Regions from separate parts of the Sus scrofa genome. Here all the other regions are linked to region 2. The links are chromatin contacts, called in public Hi-C and HiChIP or PLAC-seq maps. All regions are on one chromosome and are shown on one strand. Each heading gives the region's core, a stretch centred on a gene start, on an enhancer-like site or on the middle of the called end of the contact. The rest is flanking DNA. Distances are from core to core; before and after follow the strand shown.

Region 1 (6,873 bases), core at 2,979-5,478, 840 kb after region 2:
AGCAGAAACCTTTCCAACAAGAACAAGAGAGAGGAGTTCCCGTCGTGGCGCAGTGGTTAACGAATCGGACTAGGAACCATGAGGTTGCGGGTTCGGTCCCTTCCCTTACTCAGTGGGTTGACGATCCGGTGTTGCCATGAGCTGTGGTGTAGGTTGCAGACGCGGCTCGGATCCCGCGTTGCTGTGGCTCTGGCGTAGGCCGGTGGCTACAGCTCCGATTAGACCCCTAGCCTGGGAACCTCCATGTGCCGTGGGATCGGCCCAAGAAATAGCAACAACAACAACAACAACAAAAAGACAAAAGACAAAAAAAAAAAAAAAAAAAAAAAAAGAACAAGAGAGAGCTCAGGAGGTAATAATAAAGGCATTATGAAAAGAAATAATTACTCAGTTCAGACTTCTATGGTCTTTACAAAGTGAAAAGGTCCCTCTTTTGCAGCTAGGGTTACGACAAATCTATACGGCCCTAGGCATTTGCTCCCACCCCCACATTGCCTGGAGGCCTCAGTCATCAGGAAAGGTAGAAAGGGCCAAGCTTTTTTTTTTTTTTTTTTTTTTTTTTTAATCTTTTTAGAGCCACACCTGAGGCATACGGAAGTTCCTAAGATAGGGGTCAAATTGAAGCTGTAGCTGCTGGCCGACACCAGAGCCATAGCAACACAGTATCTGAGCTGCATCTGCAACCTACACCACAGTTCACAACGTGATGAATGAGGCCAGGGATCGAAATTTGCATCCTCATGGATACTAGTCAGATTTGTTTCTGCTGAGCCACGACAGGAACTCTGAAAGGGCCAAACTTTAAAAACAATCCTGACACAGCTTTTTACCCCTAGCATTTCTGAGAATCAAAGTGGCACCTAAAACAGGGCTAAGACTCAGCCTCTTTGAAATGACTGTAGGTAGGGTAGGCCCTGTTTGTCCTTGGACGTTTTGGTGGATACTGAAACTAGTAAGCTTATTAAGTACCTAATTAATCTGGGACAAGTCCAAAAAAGCAATTTCAGAGTACAGAAATCAGGTTTTGCTGGCCCCTAGCCAGAAAACTGACCCCTTTCAGGTTTAGCTGGGAGATTTTTTCTTCCTAAAAACACGGAGAGAATGGTCCCCTCTGATCAATTACTGCCCAAGTGGGAAGGAGTTAACCAGGTCCTTCTCAGCCCCCTACTGCAGTTAAATTACAAGGGATCAACAGGTGAGTCCACCTGTCCTGCATCAAGCCTGTTCCTCTTGAGTTTACACAGGACCCTGGCTATGAACAGGAAGACACCTCCAGATAGACCTGAGACTCCTATTTAAAAATCAACAAGACCAAAGTTAAATATATACACACATCATTAGCAGAAGTAATGTGTGTTGGACTGGCCATTTTTGCTATTATTCTCTTACATTTCACCAGTTTGGTCAACCTCCCCCTGCCAGGAAAGAAATTCCTTTGTCCACGCTGGGTTTAAAGAGGACCGTTCACTCCTAGTTCACTGCCACCACCATGGAGTCATTATTCTCACGACATCTCTCCCTTTCCCTTGGGTGTTCGCACAAGGGGGATGGAATGGCAACTCCATAGGGAAAATAAAACTTACTAACTGCTGGGTCTGCTCACCACACCCCATGGAGCCCCAAGGTGCCCCATCTTCTACCCAGCCTTGGCCAACACCCTTAACCAGTAGCACTGGTCTTGGGAACCACCCATAGAAGGGCTTCTCTTCAAGGTCAATTGGACCAACTTTAACCTGTCCTCAGTCATACATGTTAACACGACTGGGAAAGCACCCTGCCTTTTTTTTTTTAAACCCATGGGGACCATATACTCAAACTTTTAAGACTGTACAATCCTATAGCCATCTTCAGGGACAAGACACAACCCATATGTTAAAGGTCTATTCGAAGATACCCCTATTAAATACAACTGGGGGACACCTAAAGGGAACTTAATAGAGCTAGATGGGACCTAGAATTTCACCCATTGGTTATGTCTGGCATTCTTGGCATCCTAGGAGTCCACGACTTACCCCTGTCTTGGAAACTGAAAAGGGGGCATTCCACCTCCTCCACAAAATATGCTGTGACTGCCTCTTCCCTCAAATAAGACCCAGCTGCCCAAGGAAGGGATCCAAGCAAGGCCACTTAGCCCCAGCTATACCTACTCAGCAGACCCCAACCTCACCTGGCAGAGCCAGCTTCTTCAGGCAAACAGATCCCAGGTGCGGCCTTGTGCTCTGAGGGGATATCTCATTATCTGCAGCCACCCGAAAAAACGGCTGCAGGGTGCCAACTATGTGAGTTCCCTCTGAGCCACGGGCTACCAATGCATACATAAAAGATTAACCATAGACTCCTGTACCCTTGTCTTTTTAGCTCCTGTGAGAATATCCGTATATAATATTTCCATTTCTCATCCCTGGCTCAGGCATGCAGTTGGCCTCGTCCTGGCAGGAATTGGAGTTGCCACTGGCTTGGTGGCTCCATGAGGAGGCTTTGCCTGCCAGGAGGTGATGCTTTGTGACTTGTCAGATACTCTGTCTACTCCAGCCAGAACCATAGGGAATGCACTTTCCACCTTCCTCAACTCCCTAACAAGTGTGGTGATGGATAATGGTCTGACCTTGGGCTACCTCCTAGCTGAGCAGGGAGCGGTACTGCCATAATTAAGAAAACATGTTGCACCTGTATTAACACCACTGGCCAGGTGGAAGAAGACATACAAAAGATACATGAACAGGCTTAATGGCTTCACGGTTTTTTGCGAAAGGTAACCCCAGCGTTGACTCCACACTGACCAAGTCAGAGAAGTATTACCAAACATAATCTGGTTTCTACCTCTACTTGGACCTCTGACACAATAATACTTGTACTGATTTTTGCTCTCTGCCTTTTAAACCTGCTTTTTAAGCTTGTTTCTTCTAGATTACAACAGTTTCACCTGTAGATAATGGTAGGCCAGGGATTTCAACCCGTCCCGCCATGAAGATGGGCATTATCAACATCCACTGGACAGGGCTGCAACCTCCTAATATTCACTACTCTCCATCTCTGCCACTGTCAGTGACCCCAAGACCCTGATCTCTGACAGATGGCAAGATGGTCTGGACCCCACACGCAGTTGTCCACACATAGGGACAAAGCCCCTGCTCCATCTTAAAGCCGCTACAGAAAACAGACCACGGACTCTTTGATTTTTTAAAAAATTTAAGGGTCCAGACTCCTTGGGGAAGGGGGAAATGTTAAAGCAGGCAGTTAGCCAGAAATGAGGAGAGAAGGGAGGCATGAGCATGTGAGGAAACCTACATCCTGCTCCCAAAGGGTCCCAGAGACAAAGAAAGGCGGGAAGTAGAGAAGTAACATTTGCTCGCTATGCCCTCATTACAACAGAATTAACCAGAACAGTGCCCACCAAGCACCCGACGCCCAGGCAGAGCGGAGAAACCAAAAGGCGAATGCCTGCTGTGGAGCAGCTCATTAAGAATTCCGAAGTTGCGGCAGGTGTGAGGGTTCGTTCCCGGGACAGGCAACTTCCATAGCCACAGGAAAAAAGGAAAAAGAAAAAAAGACCAAAAATGGAGCAAAACTCCCCCGCCCCAGGGAGGCGCATAAGGGAAGCAAGATCCAGAGACGTTCCCGCGCCATCCCCGCGCCCTCAGAACCCGCCTGGCCGGCGCTCTCCCGCTGTGCCCCGGAGGTGATGAGGACCCGGCCTCTGGCCAGGCGGGTCATCCCGCCGCCGCCCAGACGCGTCCCCCAGTCTGCTCTAGCCCTCCGCCCCTGCCCTCGGCAGGCGCACCTGTCCTGTCCAGGAAGGGTCATCGTCCAGAAACGGACCGCACAGCTGACAGAGCCGACCGCGGTGCTGCTGCGGAGAAGGCGCCACTGAACACACCCTCAAGAACACACTCCATGAGGGTCTTACCTAGAGAGAGACGCCCAAAGGGTCCAGGACGCCTCACCTGAAGGAAGGGGCCACCTGTGGGGGCCTCAGCAGCCTCTGCGAGCCTCGGGGCTCCAGCGCGCGCGGCGTTACTGCAAGTGTCCCACCTGCCCCAGGCTCCGCCCTTAGGCCCCGCCTCCAGCTCCGCCCGCTGCGCTGCACGGGCCCTCCGCCCTTTTTCCTTTAGGCCCCGCCTCCTTCCCCGCCCACCACCGTCTGAGCACCTCCTTTAGACCCCGCCTCCGGCCTGTCCCGGACGCTGCGGGGGTGGAGCCACGGCCCTGGGCCCTAGAGCACGCCGCGGTACGGCTGACGTCAGCGCGCCGGGGCCCGAAAGGACGTCAGGAGAGTGTGGGGTCGCGGGCGAACCCTCCCGTGGCCTCCGTTCGGATCCTGACGGGCCATCGAGGCTGCTTTCCAGTCCGCGCCTGGGCCCGAGAGGCGCGCCGGCGGCCATGGCGCACCGCTGCCTGCTGCTGTGGGGCCGCGGTGCTTGCCGGCCCCGCGGGCTGCCCCCGCCGCTCGTGCCTGGCGGCCGCGCGGGACCCACCGAACGGCTCTGCCTGCAGACGGTGAGTTCCGCGCCCCCGGTCCGCTTCCGGCCCGCAACCCGCTTCCGGCCCGGCGCCGGGCGTCAAGGTCACCGGGCCCGGGTGGAGAAGGGCCTCGGAGCGGCGGGTCCGCTCTGGGCCCGGGAGGCCGGTGAAACAGAGCGTGTGGGAGCCGGTCCCGCCGGAGCCCTGCGCCCCGGGGGGTGTGTCCGTCACTGCAGCCTGCGGTTGGCGCCCGGAGGACCCCAATGCCTAGTAATGGGTCATTAACGGTGTCCCCTCTGTCACCGCGAGGCCCTAGCCTCCGTGCAGGGCTGTCCGGCGGTGCAGCCCACGTCGGCTGTGCCCGTGGCGAATCTCGCCTCGCGCAGGCTGACCCCGACCGCATACGGAGGCGCGGGGGCTGGTGGGCAGGACCCTAGCCGGGGGCTTACTCTCCATTTGCCCTTGAGGAAGTGTTTGCAGCCTCTCCACTTTTAAAAAGGCGGTGATAGCACCTGCATTCCTGACGTTTCCTCCTCGGAGCCTCCTTATCCCCTCTTTCCTACTCTGAGTTGCCATGCTCTAGGCCTTTTCCCGTTTATTGCATTGCGTCCATTTCTTTGCCTTTCCTTGCTCTAATCCCTCCTAGTGACTATTGACATGCAGTAAGCAGGTAGGGATCTGCCTTGTGAGTTTGAAATTTTTATGGAGGAATCTTACCTAAAAGTCCTTTCTTTCGAATGGCACCTAGTGTCGGTGAATCGGTGCTGAGGTGTAAGGAAGTCTCTTGTAGGCCCCAGACACATATTCCCTGGTACTTCCCTGAAAATGTGGATGGGGACACCAGGGCATTACTCTGCTACCTACAAGGGACTCTGAGAAGACGCATTTTCCTTTAGGTTTGTGCGGCTGGTAAAAGTGTTTTTCCAGTGAGGTTCCTTGGGAAAAGAATTTGATGTGTGAGGTATCTGTTCTTAGGTGTAATTCTCAGAGGAGTAAAACCGAAGATAAAGCAACTAAAAAGTACTCATATGGTCAAACAGAAAAGCCAGTTCTCCAAATCGAGGTGCTCTAAATTTAAAGTTAATTTCTTTTATATGTATTATTCTTTGAATGATTTTAGCATAGAGAGCTGAGGGAAAAAATTTCTTTGGTGGTTCTCTCAGCATTAAATTCAGGGATTACTGCTAGAGGTATAAGGGGACTTGTTAGTCAACAAACTAATACTGTTGATGGAGTACATACCATGTACCCAGTTCTGTACTTTATTGTAACACAGAAACTGCTTAATGTGGTGACAGTAAAGAGCACTTACTCTCAAATAGCTTTCAGAATAATTGGAAATGAGAATCTAAATCTAGTTATCGCCATGCAGTTTTAATAGTGCTTTTACATATGTCATTGCACTTGGTCCTCACACTAGTAACCCTGGGAACTAGATCTTTTCTCCCATTGCAGATGCATAAAGTTCTGACACTGTTTGGCTGGTGAACTATAGATCCTTCAAATCTCAGGCTAGGTGTCACTTTGCTTGTGACATTCCTAGGTCTCTTAAACATAACCACGTGCTTCTCTGTGCTGCCTCTGTTCCTTCTCCTTCCAGGTTTTGTACCATTGCACCTGTGGTTCCATCCTGGACTGGATTTGTTCCCAGGACTCTTCCTTATTTGTCTGAGTTTCTTTCTTTTTCTTTCCTTTTTTTTTTTTTTTTTTTTTTTTGCTTTTTAGGACCACTCCCACAGCATATGGAGGTTCCAAGGCTAGCGGTCCAGCCGGAGCTGTAGCTACCGGCCTATGCTGCAGCCACAGCAACTCGGGATCCAAGCCACATCTGTGACCTACACCCCAGCTCACAGCAACACCGAATCCTTAACCCACTGAGCGAAGCCAGGAATCAAACCCGCAACCTCATGGATCCTAGTTGGGTTTGTTAACTGCTAAGCCATGAAGGGAACTTCCTCGCTGGTTCTGGTCCCCCTGTGGACTCCCCACTGCTTGGCAGCACCTGGCCTAGACCCGACATTCAGTAACTTGTTTTCCTGTCCAGCTTGGGTAATGGTTCATTTTAATCCACACCCTTAATGGATTTGACATTGGAAGATATTTTTTCACATGTGGCACACTCCTGTCCATTATCAGTCGTTATTTCATAGGCTGAATATTCCCAGGCTTCGGAGAGGGCCCAACACAACAGAAGCTCCACATTCTCAGCTGCATTGCTGTGGGCTACGAATGGTGTCAGGATTTCTGTTGCTATTAACTGTGAAGTTAAGTCAGCTCATTTTTTTTTTAATTGTCATTTTTTAATCCAGATATCATAAAATCCACTGTTTTAGAGTGCACTTTCCTTGGTTTTTAGTATGTTCATAAGGCTGTGCAAACCATGACTACTGTCTAATTTCAGAACATTTTCAT
Region 2 (6,683 bases), core at 1,708-4,207:
TCCTTGAAATGCCTTCATCATCTCCAGAACCTTTTTCCTCTGGGACAATTCCAGCATCAAGTTTTCTTTTCTTGGATGGAGTGTCTTCCCCACAACTAGAACTTTCCTTTACAAGATCGTCCTCAAACGCCATTTTTCTCTTTTTTGGAGTGCCTACTAGCCCACAAGTAGGAGCCTTTTCAGAAAGCCTGGTCCCGGGAGAGGTTGTATTTTCATCAATACTGAATGAAGATTCAGTTTCTGAATCTATTGATGTCTTTGCCTCTTTAAGAGAGAGCTTTTCACATTCCTCTGCTTTTGCCGAATTTTCCATTTTTGATTACTTAGATGGCACAACTTCATGAACTAACACTGAAATGGCAAAAATTTGATTCTTACTTGTAAACACTACTGCTGAGATTTAAAAAACAATTTATACCAGAAACAAGCCATTTAATTTCAATGATCAACTAGTTTACAAAAACTCATCTGAGAATACTGAAAACAGTATCAATTGATATAGACTGCATATGAATTTTTGAAAATGATAATATGGAAGTACTGATTATAATCCTGGAACACTTTTACTCTCTCTTTTTTAAAATTTTATTGGAATATAGTTGGTTACACTTTCACAATCTTATCCACAAAAGTAATCATTGGCATTAAAACTGACAAGATAAAAAGAAACTTTTTTAAATAAAAAATAATTTAAAAAGGGGAGTTCCCGTTGTGGCACAGCAGAAACGAATCCGACTAGGAACCACGAGGTTTCGGGTTCGATCCCTGGCCTAACTCAGTGGGTTAGGGATCTGGCGTTGCCGCGAGCTGTGGTGTAGGTTGCAGATGCGGCTCAGATCCGGTGTTGCTGTGACTGTGGGTAGACCAGCAGCTATAGTTCCAATTTGAGCCCTAGCCTGGGAACCTCCATATGCTGCGGGTGCGGCCCTAAAAAGCAAAAAATAAAAAATAAAATAAAAAATAAAACTGACAAAGTCAGTTCCATTTTTATCCTGTTGCCTTGTTTCGCAAACTGTGTTCTGGACACTATAACAAATTCATTAGGGCACAACAGAACATTTTATTTAATTTTTTTTTCTTTTTGTCCACACTTGGAGCATATGGAAGTTCCTGGGCCAGAGATCAGATCCAAGTCACAGCTGCGACCTATGCCACAGCTCTGGCAAAGCTGGATCCTTAACCTGCTGTGCCACAGTGGGAACTCCAGGAAATATATTTTATTTACTTATTATTATTAAAATATAGTTGATTCACAATGTTTTGTCAAGTTCTGTTGTACAGCAAAGTGACCCAATCAAACACATTTCCCTGTGCCCATCCATTCCAAATATAACATTTTGCATCCAAAAAAAGAGATTCATACTGCAATCTGACATCTGAAAGGTATCACATACACAGCTTAAGAAGAGCACAGTTTTAACCGAGTAGATTGTATCACATTCCTTTAAATGACATCAGAACCTGGTGAGGCTGAGATTTTGCTGGCACCACAGAAAATCAACACAAAGAACAAGAAAAGTCTGAGAACCTACAGCTGACTGCTAAAATACTTATTTCATAATGGGAGTCAGAATGAGATTAGAAATCCAAGAAAGCAGAATGGCTGGACAAAAAGTTTCAAGACTCAGCCAGCAACTTAAGGACCATTAGTCTTTTTCAAATGTATTTAGGCCTATGTGTGAAATGGGAGTTGGAGAGAAATAAGTGAACTATTTACTGGATAAGAACTTAATAAGTACTTCAACAAGTTTAGTTAACTCCTACTACAGAAAAGCTCAATAAGGCACTGTGAGTGAGTCTTCAGAAAGTTTACAGCTTATATATACCACTATTAAAACGTTAGGCTGTATTATTAAAACCAAGTGGAGAAGAGAAAGCAAAAGTCCAAAACTCAGTAAGATTCAGCAAATTCAGAACTTAAAAGTTACAAAGAGAGAGACAAAGTCTTCTGAGTATTTCTTCTCTCTAGAGCAGAAATAGTCACTTAACGAAATGGGTAAAAAATCACTCTAAATCAGTAAGGGTTTCAAAGGATATTAGCTTTTACTACCCAAGGTTTGAGGTAACAAAATACCAAGACGTGCCAAAACTGGAAGAACTGAAACAGAGAAAAAGAATTACCCATAAATGTAATTTTCTGAATAACTACTTAAAATGATTATCTAATAAAACTGCCCACCAAATTATCAAGTCCCTAGCTCTCCTCCTTGCTAATTACTTCCTAATAAGAAGTAGAAGCCGGTTTTAATTCCAAATAAATCAAAGCAATTTATTATCTTTAGCTATAATTAGTTTTAACTGTAAATGTAAAGCCTAAATTCAGTATTGGGAATGTAAGTTAAATTTATTTATATTTATCTGTGATATTTCCACAGATGAGATGCCCTAAAGACCATTCAGTCAGAATAAACAGCACAGAATTTCAAACGACCCCAGAAATGGGTACGAATGTTTGGACCCAACATCCCAGTGGAATAATGATTAAGCTCCCGACGCAAGAGGACTGCCCTTCGGAACCCTGGAAGAAAGACTCGGGTAAAGAGTCGATAGACACAGCCGTGGATGCGCATCAACGACCTGCCTGGCATCTCCGTGACCTGCGCAGCAGTCACCCCCGAAGTTGCCCGGGGACGACGGGCCAGGAGCTCGAGCTCCAGCAGGTGAGCTCCATGTCTGAACTGCCAGCCAGCCAGCCAGGTCTCCTCAGGCCCAAGGACGCACAGAGCCGCCCGGGGCGGCCCGGCTCGGGTTCCAGCCCTCCGCGCAGGCCAGGCGGCTGGCCGCTCCGGCTCCGACAGCCTGGCAGTCCTGAAGCCGCTCTCGGGTCTCTCCGACCTGGGCGCGCTCCGCGCCAAGGGGTACCGGTGTCCGCCGAACAGCCCGGCCAGCAGTCAGAGCTCCCCTTCCACCCGGCGGCCGCCACACACAAAGGGTACGGACCCAGCGCCGGAGCCACACACTCACCGTCTAGCCATCCACGACTCTGTTTGCGGAAGAGGCGTCTCGCCACGCGCGCGCTGTGACGTCACTACCGGGCAGCACGGGATCACGTGGCCCGGAAGCCCGAGTCCCGGCATGCCGCGCGCCGCGAGCTGAAGGCGCCGGCACTTGGGGGCGTGAGCGCGTGGTTGGCGGGGTCGCGTGGGGCGGGCGGGAGGCGTGGTCGCCTGAGCCCGAGGCTTCTGGCGCGCGGACCCCACGCTCTGCTGGCGGCTCTGTGGGGCGACACGGCGGGAACTCGGAGTGGTTCGCCTGGACTCTGCTGCGGGGAGCGGCGGCGGTCTCAAGTCCTGAGGTAGCCCGGGCCTCTGAGGGCGGAGTTGGGCAGTCCTCAGGGCCGCTTCAGCGTGGTGCCCAGCGGGGAGCGGCCGGGGCGGGGACCTGGGGAGGACAGAGGGCACCCCGCCCTTCGCTGTGGGCCGGTGTCCTGCAAGCCCTGTGGGACGGTTTTCCAGCCTCAGCTCTGCCACCTTCACCCTTTGCTCTGCCCTTCCTCGCTCGCCGGCTGGGAGGGGCCTGGGAGCCCGGGCGTTTGGACTTGGCTTCGGGAAAGCTTAGCGTCCTGCTGCTTCTTGGGGACCGCAGGTCACTCCCTACCGCTGCGTTCTGGAGGGCCAGATCTCTCTCGAGAGGGCGCTTCTTATCTGTCAGACTTGGGAGGAAGGAGCAGCCCATAGCTGTCTTCGAAAATCGGCTCCGTGGTGGTATCTGTGTAGGCTGGATTTGGGGACGGGATGGGTGGGGGAGTCAACACACTTTTTTGGCCCATTCGCTGTAATTTCCGCTAGACAGTTGGAGGTCCTGCGGCACTGAAGCTCCGTACTTCAGGGTTTAGCACCCCATGCTAGGTCGAAACTGTGCCTGTGGACTAAGATTGTTGATGGATTGTGCCGCAGCGCCTCCCACCTGAAGGGTGTAAAAAGTGATCAGAAATACGCTTTCAGTTCTTGTTTACCAAAATTGATCTCTTTAAAAGCAGCTTCGGAAGTGGGTTTACTAGCCTACATAGTTGTCGGTAGGCACCCTTATATTAACAAGTAGACCTCGCTTTGGGGAAAACAACGTTTGCAGTGTATACTTCGCTTCTAAATTGTGGGCAATAACCTTTTTGAGGTTGTTGATCCCTTATACACTTTGGACCAAGAATGAAGCCTATTTTTAATAAACGAGGATAAGCCATCAATTTCAGATGACTGTACTTTTTTTTAATGCAGTGATCGAAATTGAGAATTAATTTTGTTATTACAGATAACTGCAAAGGTATAGATAGATCCTAGTGACTGAGCGTGCTATTTACATATACATGCGTTTAGAACTAGGTAATTACATAGCCACATTTGTTGGTTCTGATGCTAAAGTTTCTTAAGATAATTGCTGTTGTAATTTTATGGAAAATAAGTAATTTTGACCTTTTAAGAAATTTTCTCATTAGATTAAAAGCGTTTTAACTCTATGTTTATACAAGCTCTAACCATGAATTGATGTTGTGCATGATCTATATGGAGATAACATTTTGTAACTTTTATATACAAGTTAACCTAGAAGTCAAGTAAATTCAGCTGAGACTATTACCCAACTCTCAGCAAGCCAAACGCTGAGATGCCCAGGTTTGCAGCATAGAGAGGGTTTATTCACAGGGCAGCCAAATGAGATGGGAGAACTAGTCTCAGATCCCTGTACCCTAAGGCAAAGGGCTCAAGGTACTTCGGGGATAAAGAACAAAAGAAGCAGGCCTTGGGGTATTTATGGGGTAAAGAATAAAGAAGCTGGGCCTTGGGGTCAGTATGGGATAAAGAATGGAGTGTAGTCTGAGGTGGGAGGAGTGTGGTGAATAAGCATTTGGAAAAGAGTGTAAGGTAGGTTACAGATGAAATGGATTTCCATGAGGTTTCAGGAATAGGGGATGAACTCTTGAAGGCAGTAGTGAAGGAGTAAATGGGCTAGATAAAAGTTTTTAAAGGTACCTTTGATGTTATTTTTTTTCTCCCACTATTGCCTTAGTAACTGGTTTTCTGTAAATTTAATTAAAATAATAATAGTTGATATTCTAGTACCTCCGTGTACCAAATTAAGTACACATTGTAACTCCTTTAATTTACATAGTCCAGTGGGATAGTTGTTGTGATTATTTTTGTTTTATAAACGAGGGATCAGTAACTTGGCCAAGGTCATACAGCTGGGGAGTACTGGGGTAGGATTTGGACTCAAGCAGTTTGGCTCCAGACTTTATGCTTATAATGAAACAGTGCCTGCCAGAAGATGAGACTCCGAACTAGAAGTTGGCTGGCACATAGAATTTCAGAAAGTGTTTTGATACTTAACACTTGGGTTATTATGTTCAGAAAGAAAATAGCTGGATAAGGATGTTTTCTTGCTAGCATGTGAACTCTGGCAAGACAGGGATCATCATTTTGTTCAATGGTTTAATCCAAGTGCCTTGAACAGTTTAGTTTTTTGGTCGAGCCTGCAGCCTGTGGAAGTTCTTGGGCCAAGGATCAAACCCGTGCTTCAGTGGTGACCCAAGCCACTGCAGTGACAATACTGGATACTTAACTCACTACACCACAAGAAAAGTTCTAGAAAAAAGGTTTTTTTAAAATCTTATTATTTTAAAGGACATACAGATTTGTTTCAACCCATTTATAAGATTTCTTTACGTGCTGTTTTGATTATTTGGTCCATTATTCACCCAAATTGGTTTGGTTTTCTCCTGGTTTAGATTATACTTTTTGTCAGTGAGAGAAAATGAAGTAGTAACTGCTAAGTTTTCTGGTCAGAGTAAAGGCAAGCAACAGATTCAGTAGATACTATCCCTCTTTTAATTCTTTCCTTCTCAAAGTAAGAGTACTGGGAGTATGCAGTTTTAAAGTGTCATTTCTGTTGTAGAGTTGAAGGCCACATTTTTGAAACAGAAAGGTTGTTTTTAAAATGTAGATACAATGTTATAGCTTCCTAGGAATTAGTGTTCTCCCTGGTAGGAAAGAGATTGTGGAAGGTTGGTTTGTTTTCTTACCAGTTTTTGAAAGAACTATTCATTCCTCCAGTCCACTCAACCACAGTGTTCTTACTGAAATTTATTGCCTTTTTTTTTTTTTGAGCACATAATATATTCTTGTTTGAAAGGTTTTTTCTGTAGAAGCAAGGGCCAAGTAGTTATGTTGTGAAGTCTTCAGGTTTTTCCTATAGTTGAAAGTAAAGATTGGTTGAGAAATCTCTTAAGTTTAGTGTGTGTTGATTAGTTTTACATGTCAGCTGGCCCTAGGTATTTAATCAAACCACAAATCCAGGTGTTTCTGTGATGGTATTGTGAGGATATGTTAACTGTCTACAAATCAATTGACTAATCAGATAAAGAAGATTATTCTCCTAATGTGGGCGGGCCTCATCCAATCAATTAAAGGGCTAAGTTTCAAACTGAGGCTCTCAGGGATGAATTTTCTCAATTGGTTATGGCATTCCTGGAATTGGTTCTCTAATCTGATTAAATTTCAAGGCACTTTAACTATTTCCAAAATAAAAAGGGCACTCTAGCCCCTTGATGCATGTGACAATAGAGATATGCAAAATAAAACCACGGGATACCATCACTCAGATACTTAATGAAAGACAAGGTTCTAGATGATCATGTATTTGAAGATTTAAAACACTTTTGCCAAATTGAAAAGTATAATGAGACTGACTAG
Region 3 (6,527 bases), core at 645-3,144, 530 kb after region 2:
TTCTGAATTAATGAACAAATGCAAACACATACATGTCTTGACTTTTCCTTCCATTTTTTCAACCCAATACAACTTCCCTCTTCACTTCACTAGCTATCAAAGGTACCACTAGTAACTTTTTTTTTTTTTTTTAATTTTTTTGTCTTTTGCCTTTTCTAGCGCCGCTCCCTCGGCATATGGAGGTTCCCAGGCTAGGGGTCTGATCAGAGCTGTAGCTGCCAGCCTACACCACAGCCACAGCAACGCCAGATCCGAGCCACATCTGCGACCTATACCACAGCTCATGGCAACGCCGGATCGTTAACCCACTGAGCAAGGCCAGAGATCGAACCTGCAACCTCATGGTTCCTAGTCAGATTCGTTAACCACTTGCCACGACGGGAACTCCACCGCTAGTAACTTTCAGACATTTCTTTCTCTATGAAGTTTCTCTTTTTCTTTTTTTTTTTTTCATGCCAGGTACCTCCTGCAAAAATAAACTTTTCTCTTTTGTGATTAATAAATATCTTTTCAGGGAGATCCTTTGAAATGATGTCAATCTTTCTACCTATCACATGCTAATTTTAGCATCCATTGACATTTCCTCTGTACATTAACATAATTAAAATTGTCAAAAGCTGACTTTCAACTACCATTCTTTTAAAAAATTGAGACATACTTGACATACAACATTTTATCAGTGTCAAGTATACAAACTGTGATTCCACATTTGTACATATTGCCATATGAGCACTATGGTCTAGTTTAGATCTGTCGCCACAGAAATTTTTTTTTCTTGTGATGAGAACTATTAAGATCTATTCTCAGCAACTTTTAAATATACAGCACAGTATTAACTACAGTCACCATGCTGCCAGTTACATTCCAGGCCTTTTTGGTTTGTTTGTTTGCTTTTTAGGACCGAACCTGCGGCATATGGAAATTTCTGGGCTAGAGGTCAAATTGGAGCTACAGCTGCTGGCCTATACTACTGCCACAGCAACGGGGACACCAGCAGGGTCTGCAACATACACCAAGCTCACAGCAACGGCGGGATCCTTAATCCACTGAGCAAGGCCAGGGATCGGAACCCGAATCCTCATGAATACTAGTCAGGTTCACAATGGGTACTCCCTCCAGGACTTTTTTTGACTGGAGGTGTATACCTTTTGATTCCCTTCACCTCTTTTGTCCACCCTGCTAGCCAGCACCAATCTGTTCTCTGTTAGTTTTTCAGATTCCACATAGGAAACTTTTCTCAGCAGGTGTTTGTGCCCCTCCCTCTCCCAACAGATCTTAGGGCTTTTCTGCACCTTTTTCAAGGTTCTAACTTTATTTACCTACATGTGTTTACAATTAGACTGCAAACTCTTGAGGATAAGAACCTGGTCTTACTTTCACATTTTGACAGAAAAGAACGCTCACTGAAACAATGAATGAACAGCGATAAAACCATGTGCTAGCTACTGGCAAACGTGACATCTAGCCACGCCGGAGGCTCCTGAATACTGACAATGACTTGCGAGTTTGAGCATGACCCTAGAATTCGCTGAGAAAGGTTTCCCAGGATGAAGTGTACAGCGAAAAACCGGCGACCAGAGCGGACAGCAGGTCGCAAACCCGCAGGGTCGGCTCTCTGCCTGCAAGGGCTCCGGAACACGGCCCCGCGCGAGCCTGGAGGTCGCCGCCCGGTCTCGCCCCCCGCCCGCCAGGGCTGGACTCACCATCAGGAGCGTGCATCCCGCGAGGTCGGGGACCGAGTCCCCGCAGGGAACGAACATGGTCTCGCCGCAGGCGGAAGAGTGGGTTGCGCGGAGCCCTCCCAGGCCGCCGGCGCGAGGTCCTTCGACGCTTCCGGGGCGGGGTCCTTCCAGGCCACCGGCGCGGGGTCCTGAGGTGCCCGTCCTGCTGCCTGCCGGGCGGAACGCGCGGGGCGGGGCGGCGCAGGGGGTGGGGTGGGGCGTGCACGGCGGCGGCGGCGGCGCGGAAGCTGGCGGGAGGCGCGGAGGCCGCGGGCAGGGTTGCCAGGGGCAAGGGGGGCGCCGGCCCAGCTGACTGGCAGGCGGCGAGGGGGCAACCTGGCCGCCGTTTAGAAACAGCAGTTGGCTCCTCCCGGTCTTTGCCCGCCTGACGCGGAGACCCTGGGAGCCCGCGAGGCGAGCGGTCGCGGGCTGTTGCACCGCCGCGGAGACGCTGGGGCCGCCGGGCACCCGAGAGCGAGCCCAGCATGTCGCTGCCTCCGGAGAAGGCGTCTGAACTGAAGCAGCTCATCCACCAGCAGCTGAGCAAGGTGAGGCGGCGGGCCCCGGGTGAGGTGCGGGAGGCGGCGGGGCTGCGGGGCTCCTAGGGCGGAGACGGCTTCGGCTCTTGGGGCCGCGCCGGGGCCGCCAGCTCTCCGCACGCTGTGCAGATTTTCCCCAGGTTCTGAAGGTAGATGAGTTAGTTCACGGTCACCCCTAAATAGCTGAAAGCCTTCTCTAGGTCTCCGCTCTACTCTCAGACTTGTGTCTGTTGAAATGGTAACAAAGGCAGCAGATAACCAATAGAGATGATATGTATGATTTGTACTAAAAAATTCCCCTTTAAAGTTTTTTTTTTTTCTTTTAAAAACCTTACCTTTATTCTTACTGAATTTTGGTATCCGTTTACACTTACTATTACTCTAGAAGCTTTCTTGAATTTAGTCTATTCACTACCCGTTATTATTGTCGTTGTTCTGAGTCAGCATTTTAGAAAGAGATTAGCTAGTTGGTAATCTTCGACTGCTTTGTAGTGTTTTGAGTCATAATGCGAGTTTTCTGCATAGATGGATGTCCATGGCAGGATAAGAGAAATCCTTGCTGAAACTATACGTGAAGAATTGGCACCTGATCAACAACAGTTATCAACGGAAGATTTGATCAAAGCCCTTAGACGCCGGGGAATCGTTGATGATGTGATGAAAGAACTTAATTTTGTTCCTGTGAGTAATCTTTTAGAGGAAGAAATTTAAGGAGATAAGTATGTATGTATATATTTTTTGTTTAAGTATATTATCATGCCTATGGCTGATATAAGGGTTCACATTTGCAGCCTCTCCTTTTATATTATTACTATTTTTGGACTGTGGCATACAGAAGTTCCAGGTCCAGGGAACAACCCTAAGCCACAGCAGGGACAATGCTGGATCCTTAACGTTCTGAGCCACCAGGGAACTCCAGAGGCCTCTTCTTTTAGTAAAACTGCTTTTGATATAAGACCATTTTGTCTAGTAGTAAATATCTTTGTTTCAAGTATGTGCTAACTACCCTTGAATGTAGCAAGTAGGATTGATATCAGTGAAATTGGAGTTATGGGCCATCTTGCTCCCTGTACAGTGACAGTTTTCTCTTGTTTTTCTCTAGGTCTGTGACTTTTAAGTATGTATATGTGTATGTGTGTATATACATACATATGTCAAGTTAGTTCACCCTAACCTGATTTTTTAAACTAATATAGTTCTATAATTTTCTAGATGAGACTCATTTTTAAAACTCATTCTTTTGGTACTCTCTTCTGTAAGATTAATGCATTATCAGTTTTTTAAGAGAATTATTATCTGCATCAGAACCTTCAAATCTTTCCATACAAATAGGTCAGTAGTGGGGTGACAGCCTCTCGGTGCACAAATTAGTAAGTAGGTCTTCTTTTGAAAATGAGGCAATAATGAGAGACTGTGACCTCAATACCTGAGTAATAGAATGAAGAAATTGGATGGACTTCATACACCAGGGGATAAGTATTTTAATGCAGCATCCTTTTTTGGTTTTTGAGATTTATAAATTCATTTGTTATAAAAATTGACCTAGTAACAGCTTCTGCTGTGTGAATATCACTTCCTGATTAAAGCCAGTTCCAATCCTGGTGGAATCACAAGCCAGATGTTACATGAGGTTTGGAGAATGTTTAACCTTTTATAAAGTGTTAAAAATTTGTTTTAGCATTCTGTGGGACATGGCTTGAAGACCACTAATCTCTTATGTTAGACTTTAGAAGTGACCAGTTGCACTATTTTTGCCGGCTTTTCGTTTTTCTAAGTATGCTAGGAAAGTAAGGACTTTTTTGAGGGGGCTTTATCCTGGCTACTGTTTGTTCAGTTTTTAGTTTTGTTATTGGATTTCCTTGCTTAGCTATACTTTTTGTTTTCTAATTTGTTTTGATTTTTTTCTGCCGTGCTAGGATAATGTTGATCAAGAACTTCCTTCCTCTCCAAAACAACCTGTTTGCTTTACTGACAGACAGTCAACGCTGTTAAAAAAAAGTATGTGTATTTCTCTCTCTTTTTTTTGTGTGTTTCTCTTTAACACTAATTTAGTCATAGATAGTACTGCTTATTGATGGCTGTAGTGATATAAAACATCTCCATTTTTTTTTTCTAGAATGAAATACTTATGTGATTAATCATCCAAAAAACTTAGATTCTATTTTGCATAAAGTATATCAGAGGATTTAATGTATAACTGAGTGGAAGCAAAAGCAGGACCACCTGTTTTCATGTGTTAATATAATTTATAAATTGAGCAGCCTTGCTTTTTTAATGATAATGTCATTATCTAACAAGTACACACGTTAACTTGATAATTGTCTGAATTGGTTCATGGACCTGAGGCAATCTTGAATAGGCAAAAGTATTTCCAACCTGGGCTCTGACTCCTTTCTGCAGGGAGAAAGTAGCCAGTGTAAACTAAAAAGATATCATCTTATTCTTCCTAGGGTGCAAATGGTCCTGTGTATAGTAAATTTGTTATTCTTTTTTTTTTTTTTTTGGTCTTTGGTTTTATTTCTGTCAGTTTATTATTTCCTATTGTCTTGATCACATTCCTTAAGTTAATTGGCAGTTTCCTTATATATATTGCTACACTTTACAGCTAATATTGATCCAACACGGAGGTATCTTTACCTTCAGGTTTTGGGTGGAAAAGCTTTCTTGGAACACCTGCAAGAACCCGAGCCTTTACCAGGACAACCTTGTTCAACTTTTACTTTATGTTTACATTTTCGAAACCAACGTTTTCGTTCTAAACCTGTTCCATGTGCCTGTGAACCAGATTTTCATGATGGCTTTTTACTTGAAGTACACAGAGAAAACTTAGGTAAGAAACCATAATAAATTTTCATTAAATTTTGTAAATCTTTGATTTTATTGCAAAACAACTATACAACTTCTGCATAAGGAAAGCTTTTTAACAGATGAATTTCCCCATGCCTTTGTTTTATTTTTTCTTCACTGCTTTTTTCTATGTAAACTACCTCTTAATTTCTTGCTATATTTTTGGCTGATTAATGTTCCTTCAAGATTATTTCTTGACAGTTTTAATGGTGGTTTTTCATAGTAAAAATTTAAATGTCCATTAGGTGGAGGAAGAAACATGAGCCTTTTCATTTATGAATGAGATGGTTCTGTTTACAGTATTACGTGACTTAAAAATTGAAGTTTAGATATGAATCTTTAACTTGTTTTTATAACTTTAAAATAATGATACTTGAGTAGTTATTTTAAATTTTTCTTCTGTAAAGGTATATATTTTAGTTGTCAGTAGAAAAGTATTTGTGTGTGTGTGTGTGTATATGTATATGTTTTGTTTGTTTGTTTTTGTTTTTTTTTTTTTTTTTGGCTGCTCCAAGCATATGGAGCTCCTGGGCCAGAGATCAGATCTGAGCTGCAGTCGTGAACTAAGCTGCAGTTACGGCAACACCTGGGTGCTTAACCCATGCTGCCGGTTTGGGATTGAACCTACTGCCTAGCACTCCCAAGATGCTGCTGATCCCGTTGGGGCACAGTGGGAGCTCCAAAAATCTTTATATTTGTAAACTTAACAGAGTTGTAGAATCATACCTTCAGAAATTTAAATTACTGAGTTGGCTAATGCACTACTAAAATTTTATTATTTTTTCCCCCTGGTGAAAAATGTTAACCTTAATAAGGCAGTTAATAGCTTAAATTGCTAGCTCCAAGGTGCTGGATCTTTCAGTTTTGTGTAGATAATCTAGTGGTAATTTCTAGAGGTGTAGGGATAAAGGTATTTTGGAGAATAATGTTGACATATTTGAAGGCTTTTTAGTATAGAAGCATATACTTTATGTACTTTTGAAGAGCAGACTTATCATTTATAGGTTATGTAACACTGATATTCATTAAGTAACTAGATAGCTTGTCACATATCTACCAGTCCTCTTAAAAGTTGCTGGTTGAAAAAGGACTATAGGGTTTTTTTTTGTTTTTTGTTTTTGCTTTTTCAGGGCTGCACTTGCATATGGAGGTTCCCAGGCGAGGGGCCGAATCGGAGCTGTAGCTGCCAGCCTACACCACAGCCACACTAACGCTAGATACAAGCTGCATCTGTGACCTATACCACAACTCATGGCAACGCCGGATCTTTAACCCACTGATCAAGGCCAGGGATCAAACCTACATCTTCATGGATGCCAGTCAGATTTGTTAACTGCTGAGCCACAACAGGAACTCCAAGGACTGTGCTTTTATTCCCAGTCTGTTGCATGCTTTCTGAGGCATTACCAACTTATTCTAT
Region 4 (6,392 bases), core at 1,429-3,928, 550 kb before region 2:
CCCTGGCCCTGGAATTTCCTCATGCCTCCTGCATGGCCAAATTAAATAAATAAATTAAATGTGATTTGACCAGCTCCTTCTTGCTTTCACATTAGGGTTTTACCTCTCCTGCCTTGCTTGGCCTCTTTTTTTCACCCTTATCCCCCTTTCCTCTGCTGCAGGAACCTCTCACCTCATCCAGGCACAGATTCCCATCTCCACTACTGTTTGCTCATGTTTGCTCTACAAAGTTCTATCCATCCATCTCAACCCAGGAAATGGCTGTTCTGAACTCAAGGGTCTCACTGAACACGGGCTTGATGAGAGCCCACCGTGGATGAGGCACTGAGTGCCGGGCACTGAGCAAGGTCAGAGGGGAGGAAAAAAACTAGAAGCCAAAAGTCAGCACATCTTCTGATGATGACCTCCCCAGATTGCAATACCTGTTTCCACAATAGATTATAATAAGTTCCATGAGGGCAGTGACAGGATCTGACTTGTCCACTGCTGTACCACTAGATGGGCCTGGTACAAAGTAACATGGTGCTTAGTACAGAAGAACTCGGGTTTTTTCCAGTGTATAAATAAATGAATAAAGGAGTTTGTGTTGTGGCTCGGCAGTAAAGAAACTGACTAGTATGCATGAGGACACTGGTTCGATACTTGGCCTTGCTCAGTGGCTTAGGGATCCAGCATTGCCGTGAGCTGTGGTGTAGATCACAGACATGATTTGGATCTCACGTTGCTGTGGCTGTGGTGTAGACCGGCAGCTACAGCTGATCTGACCCCTAAGCTGGGAAATTCCATATGCCACAGTTTTGTCCATAAAAAGAAAAAAAAAAGAATAAATAAATTCCCTCCCAGTGGAGTTATAAGTGCATGTGTTCAGGTCCCTTAAAAGTTTAGAAGTTTCGGTGCTATGACATGTGTGCACTCTTTATAAAGAATCACTTTATTAAATGGTTTCACACGCATTATTGTTTGTTTCTCATTATAATCCCATTAATTATCACCAATTTATTTATTTATTTATTTATTTATTTTGCTTTTTAGGGCTGCACCTGTGGCATATGGAGGTTCCCAGGCTAGGGGTTGAATTAGAGCTGTAACCACCAGCCTACACCACAGCCACAGCAATGGGAGATCTGAGCCGAGTCTGCGACTTAGACCACAGCTCAAGGCAATGCCAGATCCTTAACCCGCTGAGTCCCGCTGAGTGAGGCCAGGGATTGAACCCACGACCTCATGGTTCCTAGTCGGATTCCTTTCCGCTGCACCACGATGGAAACTGCCCCAATTTATAGATGGGGAAATTTTCTTCCTTCTCTCTCTTTTTTTTTTCTTTTTTGCTATTTCTTTGGGCCGCTCCTGCGGCATATGGAGGTTCCCAGGCTAGGGGTCCAATCGGAGCTGTAGCTGCCAGCCTACGCCGGAGCCACAGCAACGCGGGATCCGAGCCTCTGCAACCTACACCACAGCTCACAGCAACGCCGGATCGTTAACCCACTGAGCAAGTGCAGGGATCGAACCCGAAACCTTCATGGTTCCTAGTCGGATTCGTTAACCACTGCGCCACGACGGGAACTCCCTTTCTCTTCCTTCCCTTTTCAGTTTCCTTCTTTTTCTCCCCTTCCTCTACATTGCACGTATAGTCTAGGTATTTCTCGTCTCTAACCCAAAAAAAGATTTGGAAGGACTAAATGTAGAGCTGATTGCAATGACGGCCAGGAGGCTATTTGCCCTGGGCTTCACATATATGAAGCACCAAATAGAACTTTTTCGTATTATGGCTGAGTAGAGTTTCTGTGCAGGTGAGTGTGTGTGTGAGAGAGAGTGATGTTTTTGTTAAATCTAAATATTTTTAAAATGCTACAGTTTGTATACCACATTTTGTCATATGGTCACTTGCTTTTAAACATCCTGGGAGTCATTACATTTAGAAGAGGCCCAGGTTCAGAAAAGTCAGGTAACTGGACCAAAGTCTGCCCCCTATTAAGGTGCCAAAGCCAGGACTGGAACTCAGAATGTCTCTCTACCCAAATGCATGACTGCCTCCAAATTGCTGCAGACGATTCCAGAATGGTCTAGCATAAGGTTTAAGCTCCGGGATTTAGTCAGATAGATATGTTCCCTTCAAAATTCTGACAGTTACTTTGTGAACTTGGCAAGTAATTCAACTCCATTTAAAAATTAGAAGCCATAATGGTACCTACCACAGAGAGTTCCTATTAGAATTAAATGAAAATGCACAAGCATTCAGCATAGCCCTGGCATATAGTCAGCGCGCAGTAAATGGTAACTGTTATTACAAGAACTGTATTTATTGAATGAGTGACTCTATATAACGCCTGCATTCAATTTGAGGATTGGAACTGACAGAGGCGTTCAGCTGAACGGGTGGAACCTGTAGCACTTGCCAATTTTTTTCTGGAAATAAATCTTTGTGGGAGGATAATCACTGGTTGGAAAGTGTGAGCCTTGAGGGAACAAAGCTCTGATCTCCAGGCCTGAGGGGCACGGAAGCGAAGTCTTCCCTGCGTGCAGCGGCCGCAGTGCGGAACGTCCCCCCGACTGAGCGGCATCCGACTAGGGCAGGATCTCTTCTAATTTCGCTCATCTTAATCTTGCGGACCACACCCTTCGCACCGAGAAGTAGGACTCCCAAACCGCGGGGCGGAGGCTGCTGCGCGGCACCAGACCTGACCATCTATGGTCACAGAGCGCACCGAACAAACAGGAAGTGGGGCAAGCTTCCACCTTCCCAGCCGAGGGCAGAAAGAGCAGGGCGGCGGCGGCACGCCCAGAAACCCCGGGCTGGGCCAGAGCGCCCTCGCAGACCCCCTCCCCACACCCAGCCCCCGGAGGTCCTCCAGGCACAACGTCCAGATCAATGGCCTCCTCACGTCACAAACGGGGAAATCGAGGTCTGCACGCCCAGAGGGAGGCGGGGTTTAGCTTTCATCCCCACGGAGAATGGACGGCCACCCAGAATAGCCGCCCTCAGAGAATCGTCCCCTCTAGTCCCTAGACCCCTTTCGGAATACTGCGAAAAGGGCCCGGCCTTTGCCATTGAAGCCAAACTGATGGGAGAATTAGCCACTCATTAGTCCTCCTTCTCCGGGGGTGGAGTTTAGCCAGTAATTTCGGTCCTTCATTGGCCCTGGCGCTTCCGGCTTCTACGGTTGATAGAGGGGCGTGGCTTAGCCTTAAGTACGCCGGCCTGCCCCTCCCTCAATGGGGCGGGGCTTTTTTCCTGCCTAGAGGGGATTCTCTCTCTTAGGCGTGGCGGATAGGGGGCGGAGTCACGAACGGGGCGGCCAGACATCCTCCCCGTCCCTCCTCTGGCCAGGCGTTTCAGCCGGCCGTTCATTTCCGGTGGGGGTGCCGCGCCCAGTGAGGGCCCGGAAGTGGGTCGCGCGAAGATTGCTGGGCGGTTCTTGCCGGAAGTGGAGAGCGGCTGATCGCAGTCCCGAGGTGAGGAACTCTGAGGTGAGTGTGCGCGTCCATGTAGGGACTGGGGTCCCCTCCGAGGCCCACTGGCCCCTGGCTTTGTTAATGGTTTTTCTGGCCTAGGCGCGTGCGGTGAGCCCTCCTGAGGGGCTCCGCGGCGAGGCCCTCAGGCCGACCTGGAGCCTGGGCGCGGTCTCTTGAGGTGAGGCCGGGGTGACCAACTGAGCTAGGCTCTCCTGGGGAGGCCCCCTCCGCTGGACCTCGCAGTTCTGACCATCAGCTTCAGCGGAGGCCTGGTTTCTGAGGTGCTCGTCCTGACTGAAAGGAACCTCTGAGATCTTTTTAGTCTTCCTTATCCCTGGTCTTGCCCCATTGCTCGGATGGGTAAATCGATCCCCGGAGAGACGGGCTGGTCTAAGATCTTACAGCGAGTGAGGGAAACAATCGGAATCTAGACCATAGTTTTTTAGATTATCAGCCTCAGATCCTTCCCGCGTTCATTTCCCAGGACCTTCTCTCTCTACCTTGGAGTGGTCTTCCAGGAGGTGTCGTCTCGTGGGCTATTGCAGGTTAAAGGTTCTCCGATGCGTGCAGCCTGTTTGGATTGCCTGGGGAATTGTTTTTTTTTTTTTTTTTTTTTTAAGAGAGGGCAGATCTTTGTATTTGTAATCAGATAACCTCCCCTTTCTCCTAGTCTATAGCGCTTATTCAAAAAAGCCCAGTTAACTCTGTCAAAGGTGTTGCATACTTCTGGACTTGAAACCATTTGGCTCGTGTTTGGTCTGGCCCCACTGCTAAGCATCGGTAGCCATAGGTGCTTGATTTACCTTTGAGCCTCGTTTTTCTCATCCTTTAAGTGGGGATCTCTGTACCTCAGGGGATGAAATTCAGTGCAACAAATTGTGTTTATTCCGTGTCAGGCACTCTGCCACGTGCAGAGAATGCAGAAACAAAACAAGGTAGACCCTGCCATCATGGAGCTGACAGTGTTTGCAGAGATTTTAACAAGTAACTATAAATACGATGAGTGTTAGGAAAGAAGAACAGGGTGCTTTAGAAGTATGCCACAGGGGCGCAGGAAAATCCCTTCTGCAGAAGCAGAGTTTAAGATGAATTTTGAACAATGAAGAGTTCTATGAAAAGAGAGTGAGAAACTTAAGGCAGAGGTTAGTATCAGAATGGTGTCGGTTGAAGCTCTTTATAGGGATCCCTGTCCAAGTAAAAACCAGGGACAGCCCAGCACTTTCATCATTCACCAGTCATTTATTGAGCCCTTAATAGGTGTGAAACACATATTAAATGGGGGACTTGGCGCTGGTGGCTAAGAATTCAGACGTTCTCATGGAGTGGAGGAGGGGGCAGACAAATCAGAGGTGACTTTCAGTGTCATGGTGCACTGTGTGAGCGCAAGGCTCACACAGAGGAAGAATACTTGAGCCAGGTTTCCAGCTTTGGGGAGGAAGTTGGAATTATTTAGCCATATAGTGAATTTATTTAGGATTTATTCAGATTTATTTAGCCATATAGTGAATCTGGAGAGTCCAAATGCAAGGACATGAAGATCCGGACGTGCGGAAAACCATGACAGGAATTCCAGTAATGTTTGGAGAAACCGAGGAAGTGGTAGTGGTGGGATCATATATGAAGACCCTTGTAAACCATGCTAAGGAATTTGGAGCTCACCCTGAAAGCTGTGGGGAGGCTTAGAAGGCTCTATGGAGGCAAATATGTGGTTAGATTGATGTTTTAGTTCAGCCTGTCAAGTGGGAAGGAACATAATGGGGACGTAGACCAGTGTTTTGGAAGCTTGAACATGACTTGAACCAAGACAATGAGAATGGGAAAGAGAGGAGGGATCAGATTTGAGCAGTATTAAAGTGATGGAATCCATAGAGTTGGAGGCTGATTGTTTATGGGAATGAAAAAAAAATTGGAATAGTCTAGAACAATTATCTGTTTTTCTGGTTTAGAGAACTGGGTAGTACCATTCATCAAGATAGGAGAGAGGAGGGTTAAGTGGGAGAGGTGACATGAAAAGAAAATGAATTTTGGACATACTTAGTTTGAAGAGTTTACAGCACGTTTAAGAAAAGATATCTAATAAGGTATCCCAACTAGAAGAAACCACAAGAACAACGATGTAGAGGCAGGAGAGGATTTATACTGTTCATGGAAGTAACGGAGCGTGGAGTTTATAGGAGAAGATAAGGCTGAAAAAAAAAAAATAGATGCTGCCAGATTGTGAAAGGCTTTTGATGACTTGTTTGATGCATTTGGATTTTATTCTGTAGTTAACTGTTCGCTACTTGTTTTAGTTGCTGTGGTCTAGTATAAAGAAATTTCTGCAGAAATTTCCCACCTTTTTCTTCCCCAGAAATACTTCATCCATCAGATGGACATAACTTATGTTTTGGAGGAGTTTAAATAAAAGTACTTTGTCAAGACGTTCCTGTTGTGGCTCAACAATAATGAACCCAACTAGAATCCATGAGGATGCAGGTTCAATCCCTGGCCCTGCACAGTGGGTTAAGGATCTGGCATTGTTGTGAGCTGCCATGTAGGTCAAAGATGTGGCTGGGATCTGGTGTGGCTGTGGCTGTGGCGGAGGCTGGCAGCTGCAGCTCCGATTTCCAATTGGACCCCTAGCCTGAGGACTTCCATATGCCTCGGGTTTGGCCCTAAAAAGCCAAAAAAAAAAAAAAAAAAAAAAGTACTCTGTCAAATATAACCTACCTTGAAAACCAAAAGTAGTGGTATTGTTAAGATGCAGTGTATTTTTGCTTTGAGGAGGTTAGCTGCTTAGTTTATAAGAATGTTTCATTTCCAACCTCAACAATGACCTTTTTTCCCCACTCCTTTTCTTGCTCATACATAACATTTGTTTATTTGCAGTTATTTTTTTTAATCAGGGACTAAGCCTTTAAAAAGCGACTTCCTCCTTTCAGTTTTCTGTGAAGCATGGT

The links. A called contact is a pair of places that touch in the nucleus more often than the background predicts. HiChIP or PLAC-seq counts read pairs in DNA pulled down with a chosen protein or histone mark.
Region 1: a contact with region 2 is called in an H3K27ac HiChIP or PLAC-seq map of alveolar macrophages. The contact joins the promoter of AFG3L2 here to the promoter of RNMT in region 2. A contact is called at or near these places in 1 of 5 promoter capture datasets (liver) and 1 of 2 datasets of contacts at active chromatin or transcription factors (alveolar macrophages).
Region 3: an H3K27ac HiChIP or PLAC-seq map of alveolar macrophages shows a contact between it and region 2. The contact joins the promoter of CEP76 here to the promoter of RNMT in region 2. A contact is called at or near these places in 1 of 5 promoter capture datasets (fetal liver) and 1 of 2 datasets of contacts at active chromatin or transcription factors (alveolar macrophages).
Region 4: a Hi-C map of liver shows a contact between it and region 2, with 5 times the contacts expected there. The contact joins the promoter of CAP1 here to the promoter of RNMT in region 2. A contact is called at or near these places in 1 of 5 promoter capture datasets (liver) and 1 of 47 Hi-C or Micro-C datasets (liver).

The regions. Positions count from the first base shown.
Region 1 is chr6:97,196,662-97,203,534 of Sscrofa11.1, forward strand. It overlaps AFG3L2 (AFG3-like protein 2), which reads left to right and starts at 4,229. Exons shown (of 19, transcript XM_021096024.1): 1 at 4,229-4,497. The coding sequence starts at 4,381. It overlaps PRELID3A (PRELI domain containing protein 3A), which reads right to left and starts at 4,131. Exons shown (of 10, transcript XR_002344989.1): 1 at 3,908-4,131.
Region 2 is chr6:96,359,857-96,366,539 of Sscrofa11.1, forward strand. It overlaps RNMT (mRNA cap guanine-N7 methyltransferase), which reads right to left and starts at 2,958. Exons shown (of 12, transcript XM_021096015.1): 1 at 2,578-2,958; 2 at 1-351. The coding sequence starts at 313. It overlaps FAM210A (protein FAM210A), which reads left to right and starts at 3,584. Exons shown (of 5, transcript XM_021096018.1): 1 at 3,584-3,698.
Region 3 is chr6:96,891,635-96,898,161 of Sscrofa11.1, forward strand. CEP76 (centrosomal protein of 76 kDa) reads left to right here and starts at 1,895. Exons shown (of 13, transcript XM_005665274.3): 1 at 1,895-2,269; 2 at 2,786-2,941; 3 at 4,177-4,258; 4 at 4,866-5,090. The coding sequence starts at 2,207. PSMG2 (proteasome assembly chaperone 2) reads right to left here and starts at 1,917. Exons shown (of 7, transcript XM_003356342.5): 1 at 1,704-1,917. The coding sequence starts at 1,760.
Region 4 is chr6:95,808,807-95,815,198 of Sscrofa11.1, forward strand. CAP1 (adenylyl cyclase-associated protein 1) reads left to right here and starts at 2,679. Exons shown (of 13, transcript XM_021095997.1): 1 at 2,679-3,453.